Linked DNA regions of Drosophila melanogaster: region 2 is linked to region 1. A link is a contact called in public Hi-C data. All regions are on one chromosome and are shown on one strand. The core of a region is the stretch at or near the end of the contact, and the rest is flanking DNA. Distances in the headings are between cores, read along the strand shown. Region 1 overlaps Dop1R1 (Dopamine 1-like receptor 1). Region 2 overlaps Dop1R1 (Dopamine 1-like receptor 1).

The links. Hi-C and Micro-C count contacts between places; a contact is called where the count stands out from the background.
Region 2: a Hi-C map of the Kc167 cell line shows a contact between it and region 1, with 4 times the contacts expected there. A contact is called at or near these places in 11 of 107 Hi-C or Micro-C datasets (the Clone 8 cell line, the Kc167 cell line, the S2 cell line and 5 more).

What each region holds. Positions count from the first base shown.
Region 1 is chr3R:14,168,918-14,172,723 of dm6, forward strand. Dop1R1 (Dopamine 1-like receptor 1) reads right to left here. Exons shown (of 6, transcript NM_001260163.1): 6 at 1-3,806. Among named protein-coding and RNA genes, the nearest start is that of CG3199, 8.1 kb to the left of the region's middle.
Region 2 is chr3R:14,204,767-14,208,756 of dm6, forward strand. It overlaps Dop1R1 (Dopamine 1-like receptor 1), which reads right to left. Exons shown (of 6, transcript NM_001260163.1): 2 at 1-46. Among named protein-coding and RNA genes, the nearest start is that of Dop1R1, 8.0 kb to the right of the region's middle.

The DNA.
Region 1 (3,806 bases), core at 459-2,958:
GGCCAATTAGCGAAACAAAAGGGACATTTGCCGGCAGCTGGAGACAGATGGGGACAGTAGACAGGATAGGAGCGGGAGCCCAAAGGCCTAGATTTCAATAAAGTGGATTCCCCGACACTGAATCCTCCTTCGACTAATGGAGAAGAATGAGAGCTGCTGCTCGAGTGGCGCATAAATTACAATTAAGTGTAATTAATCATTGCTGAGTGGCCCGCCGGCATCGACATCATCGTGCAAGGATCTGGGCCAATTGAGGAGGAGGCCATCAGCCAGATGCGGACCTGCCGCCATTTGTTTGGCCGTTGTCTTATCCTCACTCTATTTTCCAAGGAACCAGGAGCAAAGAGTTCCGGGAACAGGATACTCGAGTGATTGGTTAGCCGCATGGCCACTTAGCAACAATGGGAAAAGGAGCAGCTGAAATACCCGCATCGAGCAGCAAAGGAAGCAGCAAGGACAACAGCAACAGGAATTATTGTCCAGATCAGGTGACTTACTTTTAACACCTTGGTATTCTTATGGAAAAACTCTTTGAAGATGGCACCAATATTAAAATACGAAATAGAACTGTCATAATGAAATCGAGAATAAGGTTTAGAGGAAAATTCTTTGGTTCCTTAGAATATCAAAATATTTTAAAATAACTCGAAATAATAAACGACCACTAATGAAAATCTACGTGTATTAAAAGGCAAAATTCATTCGAAAATAATTGTTTCTATAAAATGAAAAATTTATTGGGGTTATTTTACTTTAAATATTATTTGCAATGTCTAATTAAAATTCTAAAAAAAAAATTATTTATAATTCATATAATTCATATTATGAGTGCTCATTTTTGGGGAAGCATTGCTCAACTTCCTGTCGATTGCGATTTCATAGATGTTGTGCATATTTTCGAACAAATATTTAAATGTCCATAAATGTTTATGTAAATGCATTTATAGGTTTTAAATAATATATACATGTTTGCATAGGTAACATGCACAGTTTACCATTTAACAAACCGTTTGCAAACAGTTTTACATCGTTGGTGCAAATGCTTTATTGCCAAATTGAAAATACTGAAATTTTAACGGATGCAGAGTTCATTTTTATTTGCATAGAACTATTGCATAAAGCCAACTAATTAAAACAGAGCATCGAGGATTGGTGAACTAATTTGTTTGGCAAATATAGGATTAAAGGTAAAATAAAGCGAAACTAAACGGCTTTTTGCGATTGGATTCTATTTATCGAGCTTAACAAGCAACAAAGTATTGAAACTGTTGCCGTTCTTTAACGCAAACTCACAAACATGGTTTATAGTGGCTGTTGTCTTCAATTTAATAAAGCTGACCAGGCTAAAAGTTAATTTTCCCACAAGCCCATATTGTCAGCCTATTATTTACGGACACTGGACTGCCGAAGGGTCAAGGGAAATGTGAAAGGAAATTAAAAATTGAGATTTAGGCAAATTGGGAGGAACACACAGTTTAATAAATAATATTAAGTGTTTACGAACGGGCCAACCAGGCACAGAATGGAGTTCACCGCAAACTATTTTTATACCGGGCTCATTTGTGGACGCTCGGCCGCTGGAGTGTTAAGGGGATTGAGCCAAGAGGAAATGGCCCATGTCTGCTTCGCTCTCTGGGCCACGTCGCATGTCCGTGTCCTGCACTAGTTGGCCATGGCAAAAGGCAAATCAATGAATGGAATGGCATGGAAAGAGGATGAAAAGCGGGAGGAAAAGCCCGGTGGAAAAGCGGTCGCAGAGAGCGAGTGTGCTCCATCAACGGCTCGTTCAGTTGGAAAAGTTATTGCGCCAGAAGTAATTCTATAAAGAAAGCTGTCAGCCTCTCTCTTTCGCTCTCCATTGCCCATCTCTTTTGCTCCTTGTCTCCTTGCTAGCCTCCCTGACCTGGGAATTTGCCTATTCAATATGAGTATTTCAGTTTTCAGCTGCTAAACGGAACTTGCGCTATTTCAGGTCCTCGAAAAATCCATTCGCATGTGGAGAGGTCTCTCTATATATAACACGCCATATATCGAGAATCGATTTTCGGGCATCCAATGGCTATTTGCGGTCTCGACCAGCGAGTTGAAGAGCCATTAGCGATTTTGATGAGTGGGGCATATTCGATTACCAGCATCGAAAAGGGTTCCCCCGGGATGAAGAATTGTTTTTTGGGCAAGTTGATTTATTTTTTTTTTTTAGAAATTAAGCCTAATTTGATTAGTTGGGTTCAGTCGGTCACAGGATGCCAAAAAAAGAGAAGGAAGAGAGAGGACTTGGCCCAGAAACAAAGGACACTTCTCAGTGGGCATTGTCAGGAGCAGAGAGAAGTTCCAAAATTGATTTTACGTTCAACAGTTTTATTTGCCAACATAATTTAATAATAAACTTTGGCACTTTTAGCCCTGACCAAAGAGGGGTGGAATTCTGAACTGAAGGGCTCTGGGTGGCTCAGTGGAGCTTGAAATTTATGTTCACGCCTGCATTGTTGCCTCGCAGCTCCACCAGGACACTTTCCCTGATCCTGGCCCCTCGGCCGGCAGCTGTCAGGAGCACAGAACACGGTTAACCGATGGACAGAGCTTGGGTTCGTTTCGGTAAGGCGCGGTCTCGTTTGCTTTTGGTCTGGTTTGCTTTTGGCTTGGTTTGATTTTGACCCGATTTTTTAGTTTCAGCCCATTCCGAATTGATGCTTTAATTGGAAAATCAAGCTACCGAGGTGGGAGAAGAAATAATATTTTATCAAATAAATTTCGTTTGAAGTGCTCGTTGTGTTATTGTTCAATTTGCGGCCAGCCTTGGTCCAGCCAGTTGCTGCCTTTGTCCAAATATTTGTCAATTAATTAAATGCCAAAAAAAAAACGAGGGTTGGGTGCTGTGGGTAAGGTTTCAAAAGACCAATGAATTATTTGTGAAATTCAGCGTCACTTGAACACCTCGTTTTGAAGTAATTAAATAGAATTCACATTTATATTAAATTTTTCCACTCAAAACATTTTATTAGATTTTCTCACTTGTGGTCGGCTGTATTTCTATGGCTGAATAAAATCAATTATCCGGAATGCTAGCCTAATTGCTCTTTGCGGAATAATATGCTCGAATTAAAAAGTTATGCCTCTTGAACTTTTCTCAGTTGAAGGCAAATTAGCAGATTTCATAAATCAGAATCATAATTACACGATTTAGTTTATGTGACACATTAAATAAATACATAAAATGTATGGCATAGCCATTAACTTATGTCAATGATATTACCTATTAAAAATATCATATTAATATATTATATTAAAAATTTATTAACTTATTTCTATTTAACGTTGTTTTAGAGCTAACAAATACATTTCAGACTGGAACTATTTAAAGAAAATTTGGTTCTTATTGAATTGTTAGTTGTTTTCTCTGTTAGAAAAGTATATTTAAAGAAGGCAGGATTTTTAGGAATTTATCTAAGTACCACTACTATTTACTTTGACCACCTAGCACAATTTAGACGAGCCTGAAAAGCCTAGAGTTCCCCAGACCAATTAACACCGTCGGCTCAACATTCCTGCCTTCTATTTTACCTGTTCCTTGCCGGCTGAAACGGCGACATTCTTAAAGCCTCATCAAATATGCGGGTTGTCAGGCAGTCCTTTCCCCCGGGGAAAATCAAGGAGACGGCCCACCCAACAGACCGCCAACGATGCCGGCTATGGAGAAGTAATTCAATTTGGGTTTAAAATTGCAAGCTGCAGAAGGAGCTGCGAGGCTGAGGAGGCTGAGAAAGAGGCTGAAGGACATCGAGGCGTGGCATGTCAAGGCGACAGGA
Region 2 (3,990 bases), core at 1,350-3,849, 37 kb after region 1:
TTTCAGACGCATTTGTCCAGCTGCTCTCATTGTAGAACGATGTCAACTGCAATGATACGAGTTTCGAATGGGTTGTTAAATGGTAGAAAATATGTTGCCCGAGCTTAAGATCGTCAAGTGTGGCTTACAATTGAATTTTTATTTGATGGTGGTTTTAACCAACTTTCTTTAATATTCCATAATTAACTGAAAAACTATTTATATTAATCACTGAAAACTTGTACGTTTTCCTCTCTCCCTGGTTAACTAGCTGAATTGTTGCTTTCCCACATGTCTTTGTTCTCCTCTCACAAACTAATTAAATTTGTGAAATATTTTTCGGATTTAATTAGCTGGCATCTGCTTTAGTTTACCCTGAACTTTGCCCCATTCATTTTCCTTCGCCGTTGTCATCCTGGCTGTTTGTGGCACGCACGTCGTGGCCATACAAAAAACTATCAATCATTTGTGGCATCTGTGGCAGGACCGCAAGCGGCAATCCTCTTCAAGAAGCCCACCAAGCGGCATGGCATTATTCATAATTAAAATTGACAAAATTTCGAGAAAATTGCCAGGGCTGTAATGAAATTAATTTGTTTCACTAAGCGCTCTCCCGGCCCACCACATTATGCCCAAAAAATATATACTCATGCATGTGTGTGTCTGTTTGTGGCAACTTTGAGTTGAAGTTTGTCTTGTGGTTTCTTTTGCTTTTGGGCAACCAGACATGTTGGCATTCCGGCGGTTGCCTTTGCCTTTGGTGGCTCCAACTATTTACTCGATTGAACAATTGAGTTCTGTAAATTAATTTATTAATTAATACGAAAAGGTACATCACCGCGTACCCAGTGCAATTACTCTGGCAGAAGGAAAGGATTCGCAGAATTCAAAGGATACGAAATGCCGCCAGCTTGGTATCCTTTGCGCGTTATTGCCAAGAGAATAAATAACCATAATGAAGGCCATAATAAAATGCTCAAAAGCAGACCCGAAACCGCTGACAAATGCAATTAATTAATTCAAACATAAAACTGCCGACGCCATATAAATATTTTCCTCGTTGGTATTCAGACTTTTGCAGCTTGTACCTGGAACTTTTTGTTTAATTAAATTTGTTCTTGCTGCACGTGTGTGTGTCTGTGTGTTGTGCGTAAGCTGCTTAATAACTTTAAAATTGTTAATTGTTTGAAATGGAAACTTTATTTTAATCGGCTCAAATGTGGTCGTAGAATGCCACAAATATAAAATACTTACGGGCTAAGCAACGGGGCGTATGCGCAATATCATGTATATCCATTATACAAAAGTTAATTTATTCATGCTTAGATTAAGGTTACCATAGGCACTTCGAACATAACTCAAATTGCGTAAATATTTAACTGGACCAAAGCAACAAGCGCTCCAGGCGGCAATATAAATGCACTGAAGTGCGATTACTTATTCATAAACTATATCGATTCGCCAGCTAAATATGTATGTACACAAGGATAGGGTTACCAAAGGGATTTCCACGTGAAATGCACCATAAGTGAACAGTAAACAAAATTAATTGATGCTCAACATCACGAGCGAATTGCGCCGGACAATAAAAAACACTTAAGATTATAAAATTTACACGAAATGCCATCTCATGTCAAGTGAATTTTCATTAAACTCACCATCAGCTGCTGCCCAGATTCAGAACATTACACTGATGTTAATGTTTATGTTCATGTCGCTGATTCTTTGGCGGCAGTGGCATCATTAAAAAGCAGTTAACAGTCCGGAAGTGGAAGCGTGACTCTGCGATATTCTCCACCGGAGATGGCCAGAACCATTAAAAAAATGCCCGTTTCCACTTAATTTAAGGTAAACTTTACCAACATCTTTCATTTAAAAATTGAAAGTGCCCCAATGGAATTACTAAATAAAAAATTTTAGTTGCTGTCTTTTCCACATTCTCAATGTATATTTACACAATCCAAATACAATATATATGTATATATTTAAACAAAAAACATGCGAACGCGAAAAATCCATGCCACATTTTATACCAGTAATTTGATTCATGTATATTTAAAACATTTTTTTAATTTTAATTAACCAAAGCCTATTGTTACACGTAATATTCTATTCTAAATCTTTTAAGTGATTTTGAACAACGCAATTATATTTTAAAGAAGGTTAGGTGTACATTAGACTGTTTTCACAATTTAGAAAATTTACTTAAAGCACATCCCATTTGAGTCCCAATGTTTCATTCCATAAGCTATAAGCTTTAATTTAGATGCTTTCACCGAGCATCGGGCAAAGTGAAAGCATAAACACAGCATCTGCCAAGTGTGGGCTAAAAGAAATTTAAACAGTTGGGGAATGGGAAAGGATAGGAAAACAGAAGGAACAACTGTGACACCAGTTACTGCATTTAATTGGCAATAAAAGTGGACAACAAATGCTCGCGATCCGCGCTTCGTTCCCCGGAGGCTTCCATAAGTCAACAAGGACCTCTGCCTCTGATCCGCAGTTCCCAGGAAGGAAAAAGGATATGGGTGGTGGGACGTGAAAAATACCAGGCCAGCTAGAGTCGCACTTGGGTGCTTTGGCTTTGTTTGCAGAGTTAAATGGCAAAATGCGTTGATTAAACGTCAACACACATACACAGACCCACACACACACGGAGAACACCTGGAGGCCGTACAATAATAAGGCTCAAAACCTGTTGGCAGGACAACAAGGTAAAAGGTGGCATTTTTGCCAACCATCCGACTGTCTGTTCTTTGTCTGGCCGTCTGGGTAGGCGGAAGTAGTGTGATTTACAAGTGGAAAAGGCCGAGCCGACAGGCTGAATAATAACCGAATGGTACCAAAGGACTCGTCGAGTATTCCACACTTTACAGTGTCATTTGAGCACTTCCGCCTACGGCAACACGAGTTGCAAGGATAACAAACATCAGAGCCAGTGCCACATGACCCAGGGCACAGCATAGTTGTTAATTAAGTGCTCTGTACAATTACTAGACCGAAAACTCCTTAACAATGCTGAAGGACCTGGGGAAAACATAGCTGCTATGCCTCAGTTTCCTATTCAGTTCGACGAGCATTTCTGTACGTATAATGAGATTTTCCTGTCGAACATATAGAAAATTTGCAATTTTTACATTGACAAAAAATTGTTGAAGAAAATGAAAATGTACTATATTTTGATGAGTGTTTAGTACTTATAGGGCAATATTCTTTTGCAGGCTTTCAATAAACCTTTTTTAATTCCCTTCGTTTTCGTTCAGTGCCATGATAAATTTTCAATTTCCCTGCACTATGAACTTCGAAAGCCCACGGTTTTTGGGGCGCATTGAACCCCATTTGGTTGGGTTGCCAGTAAAAGCCAGTAAATTCGCTGCTTCGTGCTGTTTAGCATATATTTAAATTCTTACAATAAACAAGAAATGCTGTGGGCGTCTCTTGGCAGGTCGCAGTAAGAAATCCTCAGACACAAGGATGGGATTCTCACGTAGAAGCGATAATTCTAGAGCCTAGACAGCTGATTTATGCGCCCAACAAATATTTGTTCTTTGCTTTCGCAAACTTTCTTCGAGAACTTTAAGTTTTGCTTCAGCTAAACACAGTTGCTGCCTCGTTATGCAATGTGAAAATGGTGGAGGTGATGTGGCCAAGGAACACTCGAGCAGATGCTAACTGCAGTGACAATTTCGAGACTCGGATATCTCTCATCTGTTGGCCATTGTCTGGACTGTCAATGCCCGTCGAGGATTGCAAGGACCTCCGTGCAGCAAAAGAAGTTGAGGAAGTTGCTACTGCAGACAGCTGTCAACAGGAATGCTGATGTGCGTCGTACGTCTTTGGGTTCTTTGTTGAAATTTCGGCTTAATTAAACGAAGCAGAAAGTAAAGAAAGGGGGAAAACTCTCGCAGACACATGTGCCTGGCTGTCAAAACTGTCGTAATTGAGGCCCTCAGCTTCTATCTATGTATGCATGGCCATTAAATGCAAATGAGCGCCTGATGGCGCGGAAAA